Regions from separate parts of the Mustela erminea genome. Here region 2 is linked to region 1. A link is a contact called in public Hi-C data. All regions are on one chromosome and are shown on one strand. Each heading gives the region's core, a stretch centred on a gene start, on an enhancer-like site or on the middle of the called end of the contact. The rest is flanking DNA. Distances are from core to core; before and after follow the strand shown. Region 1 holds the start of SSRP1 (FACT complex subunit SSRP1). Region 2 holds the start of CLP1 (polyribonucleotide 5'-hydroxyl-kinase Clp1).

The links. Hi-C and Micro-C count contacts between places; a contact is called where the count stands out from the background.
Region 2: a contact with region 1 is called in a Hi-C map of fibroblasts, with 5 times the contacts expected there. The contact joins the promoter of CLP1 here to the promoter of SSRP1 in region 1. A contact is called at or near these places in 2 of 3 Hi-C or Micro-C datasets (fibroblasts and skeletal muscle).

The regions. Positions count from the first base shown.
Region 1 is chr9:101,125,919-101,130,485 of mMusErm1.Pri, forward strand. It overlaps SSRP1 (FACT complex subunit SSRP1), which reads right to left and starts at 2,482. Exons shown (of 17, transcript XM_032356520.1): 1 at 2,324-2,482; 2 at 1,708-1,843; 3 at 597-782; 4 at 1-49. The coding sequence starts at 1,761. P2RX3 (P2X purinoceptor 3) reads left to right here and starts at 3,368. Exons shown (of 12, transcript XM_032359012.1): 1 at 3,368-4,283. The coding sequence starts at 4,165.
Region 2 is chr9:101,380,711-101,385,277 of mMusErm1.Pri, forward strand. It overlaps CLP1 (polyribonucleotide 5'-hydroxyl-kinase Clp1), which reads left to right and starts at 2,288. Exons shown (of 3, transcript XM_032359103.1): 1 at 2,288-2,441; 2 at 3,189-3,816; 3 at 4,405-4,567. The coding sequence starts at 3,211.

The sequences.
Region 1 (4,567 bases), core at 1,232-3,731:
GCTCAAGGCGATAGTGAGTTTTGAAGAAATCCGAGAGTTTCTCAAATTCCTGTGGGCAGAGAGGAGACAGAAGTCCCTACAAATCCTTGTGGCCTTAACACAAACATTCTGGGATTCTCTCTGAGAAACTGCCCTCAATCTACCTTCTATCAGAAACCCAGCTGTTGAAAGAAGCTATGGCCAGGGGCTGGATCTCAGAGTAGGAGAGGCGTAAAGTATGGTCACCTCCTGGTCATGGGTCTCCCCATGCTGACTTTATACAGGCAGCGCTTTAATGAAAGGGAAATTAACATGCAGTAAAGCATTTAACTCAAACAGTTCAAAACAGAAAAACAAACCTCAAACTAAAGCACTAAGATTCTGAATCTGGACAAAGGCAATGAGCAGAAACCACCCAAAAATTCACAATGGTAGGAAACCTTCTGGAGTCAAAGCACAAGACACCCAAGGCTGAACACTGCTTAATGGCCATAATGGCCCTGCTCTGAGAGGCCAAAACTAGCAATTACATGCTTATCAAAAGAGCCCCAACTCTTTCTAGAATACGACACCAGGTGGCACAGTAAAAGGAAGTTTATGGCCACAGGACACCTCACCGATTCTCGGAAGCCGTCATACTTGTAGACATGGCCATTCTTCGTAAGCAGTTTAAGTCCGTGGCCCAGGGCGACACGGCGCCAGATGCCTTCAGTCAACTCGCCGGCCTGGATATTGTCCACTTTGCCCGTCTTACTATTCTTGAAAATGATACCCTGGCGGCTCAACCTCAGCCGGCCATCGTTCTGTTGGGAAAACAGGCCCAAATGCAAGGTTACAATACACACTGTGTCCAGGGCACAACGCCTACAACTGGGCTGGCCAGACCCTGATGCAGGACCAACAGATGCAGGAGGAGGGTGAGGAAGAAGAGACAAGCTACCAGGAAATCTGGATCCTAAAACCAAACCCGGGCATCCAAAATCCCTGCAGGTCCTAGTCTGCCCTTGGGACAGAGCCCCACGAAAGGTCCCTTTCAAACTGCAATCCTAGAACGCCTATACAGACGCTTTTTGAGTTACCATGGCTCAACTTAGAATTTTTCAATTCTATGAAGGTGTGAAAATGATACACATTTAACAGAAACCATAATTTGAGTTTTGAATCTGTTATCTTTTCCCAAGCTAGCAACAGGTGGTACAATCGTCCCCTGATGCTGGGCGGTGGCACGGAGCCACAAGCTCCGAGTCAGCCACACAATCACCAGGGCTGATCACCAGAGTCAACAACCAATACGCATACCACCCTTCTCTACCCGTTCTGTTTCACTGTTTCAGGACACTATTTAACAAATTACATGAGATGTTCAAACTTTGTTATAAAGTAGACTTTGTGTTTGATGGTGTTGCCCAACTGTACACCGATGAAAACATTGTGAACCTGTTTAAGGCTAAGCTAACCTACGATGCTCATCGGGTTAGATGTTTTAAATACGTTTTGGACTTAAACAGTATTTTCAATTCACGATGAGTTTTTGGCGATGTAACCCCGTTGGAGGGGCAGGAAGATCTGTATGCACTGCCCTTTGTTGGGGGAAACACCAACTACACATTACCCTCCCGCTCCTTTTCTAAAATAGCAACATCATCAAAGCAAGCTCTTCCTAATGGGCGAATGGTCCACTCCGCCTTCCCTCTCTCAGCCTTTACTAAAAGCCAAGATCCTTCTTACCATGGAGCCTTTCACCTCCTGATAGACGTCGTTGAACTCCAGTGTTTCCGCCATACTGATCTGCCCCTGTTGACCTCGATTGGGAGCAGGGCCCCAACTCCTGGGTGGGTGTGCGGGCACTCAGCACGTTGGGAATCTGAATTTAAGAGGGGGCTAGACAAACATCAGAGAGAACATCTCACTCGGCCCACGGATGGAGCCAGGTGGCAAGCCCTGGCGGAGCCTGGGATGTCTCAGAATCTCCTCTGCCTGGAAACCTACAGCGGGCCCCGCAGACCTCAAGAAGTCAGGCCCAGCAGGGGCTGGAGAACCCGGCTTGGAGGAGCGCTTACAGCGGGACCCGACACCGGCTCGGGGCGCTCCACCGGGCGCCATGGCAACGGGCAGCAGAACCCCGGGGCCTGACCCTCAGCCGCGCCCCGACCCAGCTCCGAGTGCAAGGCTTCCCTCCCAGCACTCCCACCGCGCCGCGGCCCTGGACCCGCGGCTTCCCCCGCCCCCTAAAATGGATTCGCCCGCTGCCCGTGGATTCGAACGCGGAACGGTCCATCTTGAGGATCCCGCGGGGGGAGCAGGGCCCGCGCCCTCTCGGGGCACAGGGCCGGCGACCACCCACCTCCTCAAGCTGCAGCCTCGCGACGGCCCAGGTGCGGGCGGTGGGCGCGCTGGGGGACGCGGGAGGGGGGGCGGGGACAAGGGGGATGGGGGGGGACGCTGGGGAAGCTTTTCCCGCGTGCGCGGCCCCGCGTCCCGCCACCGGAAGCCGTGCACGGACCACAGAGACGGTGAGCCGGCTAGAGAGTCACGAGCCCGGCCCGCCTACGAGGCGGCCTCCTAGAGCGTCAACCGCCCAGGAGGACCTGAGGGAAGGCGAGCTGTGATTCAACTCGCACCGCGTGGCACCTGAGGAGAAGATGGGAGGGTGGAGGGCTGCTTCAAAAATTACCCCTCTCCAGTGGAGGACTAGGTTCTGGAGAGAAATGCTGTAGTTCTCTCTTGTCGGGCTTCCCACGGACGCGTGCGCGTGTCTCTCCCAGGCCGCCCTGCACCGGGGTGGCCCCTGTGGGGTAGTGGAAAGGAGTCTGTGGGGGCGAGAAGACAAACATCGCGCGCTGCGGAGAGACACGAGCCGCCCGCACGCGGGGTGCCGGCGTCACGGTGACTGTCCTAGTCGCCCCGGCGCCCAGACACTTCACTTCGGAAACCGCGGGGTCGGGGAGGCCTGGAGGAAGCTGGCGGATGGCGGGGTCAGGTTCCCGCGCTCGAGGCGGTGCCCTCAGAGCCCGCCCGGATTCGAAACCTGGAGGCCCGCCCAGGAGAGGTGTTTGAGGGTGTCCGCCCCAACCTGCCTTTGCAGATGGGAAAACAGAGGCCCAAAGAGGATGTGCCCAGGGCCCCAAGTCTCCTTGCCGCCCTCCTCCCCCAGTTCTCTGTCCTAACCACGGCGATCCGCATCCAGAACGATGGATGGTACCTGTCCTGCGTGAAGACATTAGAGCAGAACTTTTTTTTTTTTTTTAAGAGTTTATTTCTTTATTTGACAGAGCACAAGCAGGGGGAGCAGCAGGCAGAGGCAGGGGGAGACGCAGGCTTCCCACAGAGCGGAGAGCCCCAGGCGGGGCTCCAGCCCAGGACTCTGCGGTCAAGACCCCAGCCAAAGGCAGATTCTTAACTGACTGAGCCACCCAGGCGCCCCTAGGACAGAATATTTAAATTCAAGACTTCCCTGACAATCTGACTTAGTTATACCCGCTTGCTAACTGAGCCCTGGGATAAGAGGCGGCCGGCCGGAAGGCTGTGCTGCTCCCTGACCTCAGCACTTCAACCTCTGGGAATTAGCTGTTCTAGCACCGGCCCGTAACATGCATTCACCCGGATTCAGTAACTAGGGATTGAGCTCCCACTCAATTCTAGGATTTGAGGAAACTAGGAAACAAGACAGAAACAGCCCCAGCCTTCCAGGAGCATGTTCTCAAACGAAAGATTCAGAGAAGTAAACTCCCAGGAAAACAAAGCTGGGGCATTGCAAGGGCTTTTAAGGAGAGCATGAAAGCCGCTGGTGAGCCGGGATGGAGATGCAGCATAAGAGAACGGAACAGAAAGGGTAGACAGAGTGCAGATAAAACATGACTCCCAGAGGGCCCTAGCCGGTTGCATCCCAGGCAATCAGGAGCCGGGGATTGGAGACCCCACCCCTGCCGTGACATCACAGGGAAGTGGGGTGGAGACGAACAAAAAGGGGGTCCCCCGCCCTGGCCTTGGACTCTTGACAGCCCAGAGTGCCAAGGGTAGAGAGAGCCTGGGCACTGAGCAAGGGTTGCCTGACTTAAAAGAACAGGCTCCCCATTCCTCAAGCCTCCTCCAAGCTGTCCCCTCCAGGCTTTGATCTCTGTCTCCCTGTCCCTCCTGAGGCCACCATTGGGTCCCTTCTGAGTGACCCCTGAGTGCTCTTTCAGCATGAACTGCGTGTCAGATTTCTTCACCTACGAGACCACCAAGTCAGTGGTTGTGAAGAGCTGGACCATTGGGGTCATCAACCGGGCAGTCCAGCTTTTGATCATCTCCTACTTCGTGGGGTGAGTCCTGGGGCCCTTTGGGTCCTAGCAGGGGAGGGCTGCCGGGTGTCCCGTCAGGGTTGCTGTCCAGCTGCCTGACCTTCTCCTCTCTTCGAGGAAACAGTCTCTACCCTGGAGTCCAAGGACTGGATTCTGCCACCCCCATCAGGGATCTGGTCCCCACATTAGTTCCTTTCCCCAGTAAATCCTCTGGAGTCAGAGAGTGGTTTCTAGGCACACACCCCAAGGACTGGAATCCTTGCCCTGGTGCCAGCCTCCACCAGGAGAGGTCCCAAGTGACCATC
Region 2 (4,567 bases), core at 1,038-3,537, 250 kb after region 1:
CCCCCCCCGCCCCCGCCTCTCTGCCTACTTGTGATCTCTCTCTCTCTGTTAAATAAATAAAATCTTAAAAAAAAAAAAGAAAGAAGTGTTTCTGTCTGGGCAGCAGAAGAAAGAGGAAAGGTAAGTGGGGAGACGAATTTGAGGAACCATTCTTGAGGAAAACAATGGGAAGTGGGGGGAAAGGTAGGCGAGTAGTTCTTAGGGCAAGGACTGAAAGTTTGGAGGGAAAAAAAGGGGATTCCAATTAACTCAGGAAGAAAATGATCAAGGGTTTAACTGGAGAGGAGAATGAAAAAGACGTATGAGGACAGTATTCTTTGGGGGTGGGAGTGGAGATGGCAGGAACGCTTGGTGAAAGATGACAAGGAAGAAGAGAGAATGTAGGCAAGCATGCATGCTGTAAATGTTGTGTCCTCATTCTGTTTAAGGAGTGAATTGGAGGGGGCCTGGCTGGCTCAGTAGGTGGAACATGTGACTCTTGATCTGGGTGGGGGAAGGGAGTCGTGAGTCAGAGCCCCACAATGGGGGGCAGAGATTACTTTAAAAAAGGGGGGGCAGGGGGGAGTGAAATGGAGATAATCTAAAGGCAAGGAGACTTTCTTTTCCCTAAGTTCAGCTTGAGATGGATATATAAATAAGCCAAATAAATATGACCTTCAGATAATTGGGAGAAACTGCCTCGAGGGACAGAGTGTGGAGGCGAAGAAACAGATCTGGGAAATAGACTGCAGGGAAAGAGGAGAGGCTGAGCTTATTCCGGAAGAGAATTTGCAAATAGAAGCCTGGAACTGAATTTTTGAAGAGTGGTGAAAAGTTATGGGATACCTGGAAGTTCACTGGAGAACTAATGCATGTGTGGTGAATGAATGAATTCAAGCAAACCATTAAGGAATAAGCCTTGGGAAGTGAGGATGGCACTCAGACAGAATGAGTGCTAAGGCAGGGTTGGTGTGAAAGAGGCAACCCAGAAAATAATCGTCCCAGGCTTCGAGTAACCATGGGAGTTGGACTAAAGGAAGTTACTCATCCCTGAACTGGGGGGTGTTAATTATGGTATGTGCTTCATAGGACTCCTGTGAGGATTAAATGAATTTACACCTGTAAAACTCAGAGACTGTACCTGGCATCTAACACTATGTGTTTGCTCCTATAGTAACTGGACTCAGAATCCCAAATCCTGGGCTTGAGCCCTAACTTGGGCAAGTCCCTTCACCTACCTTAGTCTCCTTCCTCATCTGAAATTGGAGATAATAAAACTGACTTTATAGGTTGGCTGTGAGAGAAGATACTGGAAAAGGCTTTGAAAATTTTAAACTATTGTACAAATGGATGGCATTATTAGAGCTCCCCCTCCTCAGCCTAAAATAAAAACTTGAAAGCTAATATCAGATGCCCTGTTACACTGTGCTTAGTACTTTACAGTATCATCCCATTCAATCTTTAAAACAACTTTAAGAGGTTGGGTACTGTTATTATCCCTGTTTACAGACCAGAAACTGGGTCTCAGAGCATTTATGCCTGATTTGCCCAAAGTCACACAGCAAGAACGTGGCAAAGCAGAGCATAAGATTCCAAAGCCCAAGCTCCTGAGGATTATAGATGTGGCCCAAACTGTTGCCTGTGGAATAAATGATTGGCTTTGTAGAACTGTCAGGAATTCAGGGAGGGGAAACGAGTCACCAACAGAAATTCCCTCTCAAGAGGAGAGACATTGTTGGAAGAAATTCTTGTTGTTGGAAAAAATTTATTCTTTTAAAAAAATTTTTTAATGCCCTCTAGGTGCCAAGCGCTGTGTCAGAGAGGGAATGACAGCCCAGGTTGGCCTCCCACAGGCTGTTTTCCTCCACTTTCCCTTACTCCCAGATTCCCCCCACCGCCAGGCTTGTGGTCCAGGCAAGCAGATGGTCGTGGGACCCAGATGGCGAGCCCAACTAGCCAGCCCCTTCCCTCCCGCCAACACCCTCCTCCTCCCCCGCCTTCCCACTACCCCCCAAGGGCCTCTCCACCGCCCCTCTCTTTTCCCCGCGGCAGGTGAGCGGGAACACTGGCGCTAGAGTCCGCACAGAGCCGCGCCTCGGCAACCATTGGCTCCTTGGCGGGTCCCCGCCTCGCTCGGGGCGTAACCGCCACGCCTCCTACCCACTGCTGGCCAGCTTCGCTAACAATGACGGCCGCCGCCCCGCCCACCTTTGGCGTCACGAGCAAAACAATCCCCTAACTACAACTCCCAGAAGGCCGAGCGGCTGCGCGAGCACAGCATCCTGAGGTCATTCTGACAAAACTACACATCCCGAGAGGCATCACGCGACCGCGACTTCTCCATTGCGCAAGTGCGGAACCGCCTCTGTTTCCGGCGTTGGTCTGGGCCAGCGTGGAGTGCTGTTGGGTTTAGGTGGCGTCGGGGCTCTTCCATTTACGGGTTTGGGTTTGTGGCTGCGCAGGTGAGATAATAGGCTCGGGAATGCAACCGTCGCCCCCTTAGGGCCAGGACGGATTTCGGCGTCTGTGGGTCCCGGGACAGATCCTGGACTTAGAGCTGCGGCTCGCGGTCGGAGATCATTCTTCACTATTTCTCGGCGATTTCTAGACGACGGAGTAATTTTTTCCCTTCGGCAGTGCCCGGAACAACGCTTTGTAAGAGGAAGCCTAAGTGCCTCCAGTTGACAGCCGAGGAAGAGGTCTAGAGAGATAAGGTGATTTGTCTAACGACGGTACTTGGCAGTTGCTGAGCGGGGCGTTACTGCTCTTTTCTAAGTCCAAACTCAGTATTTTCTGCTTTGCATCCAGATTGCAGACGCCCTTTCTTGTTGATTAAGAGAGTTGGGGAGTGGACATTTGTTGCCCTCTCAAGTGGAGTATCCCCGTAGAGTGACGAAAGGAGCTATGGAGGTGATATAATCAAGTCTTAGGTCAATGTGTACAAATAATTTTATGTCTGAATCATTTATTCACTCGGTGAATTTATGAAGTGCCTTCGGGTTGTCAAGCCCTATTCTAGATACTGGAGATACAGCAGCACACCACACTGCCCAACCCTTAGATTCCGGCGGGGGTAGTCAGACAATAAACAAACACATAGTGAGACACGTAGGGAGAAAAATAAAGCAAGGTAAGGGGAACTATCCATGGGAGGATCTTGAAGAGTGTCGTAACTTCCGTTTAGATCTGATAATTAATTTGTGTTCTAGGCACAGCAGCTACACAGAAAAGATGGGAGAGGAGGCCAACGATGACAAGAAGCCAACAACTAAATTTGAACTAGAGCGAGAAACAGAACTTCGCTTTGAGGTGGAGGCATCTCAGTCAGTTCAGTTGGAGCTGCTGGCCGGCATGGCAGAAATCTTTGGCACAGAGCTGACCCGAAACAAGAAATTCACCTTTGATGCTGGTGCCAAGGTGGCTGTTTTCACTTGGCATGGCTGTTCTTTACAGCTGAGTGGCCGCACCGAGGTGGCTTATGTCTCCAAGGACACACCTATGTTGCTTTATCTCAATACTCACACAGCTTTGGAGCAGATGAGGAGGCAGGCGGAGAAGGAAGAAGAGCGAGGCCCCCGGGTGATGGTAGTGGGCCCCACTGATGTGGGCAAGTCCACAGTGTGTCGTCTACTGCTCAACTACGCAGTGCGTTTGGGCCGCCGTCCCACTTATGTGGAGCTGGATGTGGGCCAGGGCTCCGTTTCCATCCCTGGTACCATGGGGGCCCTCTACATTGAGCGGCCAGCAGATGTTGAAGAGGGATTCTCTATCCAAGCCCCTTTGGTATATCATTTTGGCTCCACGACTCCTGGCACCAACATCAAGCTTTATAATAAGGTCAGAGCCAATGTGGGATGGAGGGAAGGGCTGCTGTTAGGGTAGAAAGTTGTGCAAAAGTGTGCTAATTAAAACCGTCTATGACCATTTCGTTGCTCCCTCTCAGCTGGTATGATGGCCACATGATTTCGGAAAAGACAGCCTCAAATAGAAGTCAACCTCAGATTGTTAAACGTTTCTGTGGCTCTGTTCTTTTTTTTTTTTTTTTTAATATTTTATTTATTTACTTGAGATAGAGCATGAGAAGGGGGAGGGTCAGAGGGAGAAGCAGACTCCCTGCCGAGCAAGGAGTCCGATGCGGGGCTCGATCCCGGGACTCCAGGACCATGACCTGAGCTGAAGGCAGTCACTTAACCAACCGAGGCACCCAGGCGTCCCTGTGGCCCTGTTCCTGAGTAATTTACTAAATTTCTGCTTCGGACATGAAACAGTAGAAGAAGCAACATAAAAATGAAATCCATGTTAGCGGGTTAAAACCACAGTCCTTAAGAATGTCATTTTTTTCTTGTACCTAATAGCCACTTATTCTATGTAGCTATGAGTTTGTTTGTTTTGTTTTTTTCCTCACCTTGATGCTCTCTTCTGCAGATTACATCTCGGTTAGCGGACGTGTTCAATCAAAGGTGTGAAGTGAACCGAAGGGCCTCTGTGAGTGGCTGTGTCATTAACACCTGTGGCTGGGTCAAGGGCTCTGGGTACCAGGCCCTGGTGCACGCAGCCTCAGCCTTTGAGGTCGATGTGGTAGTGGTTC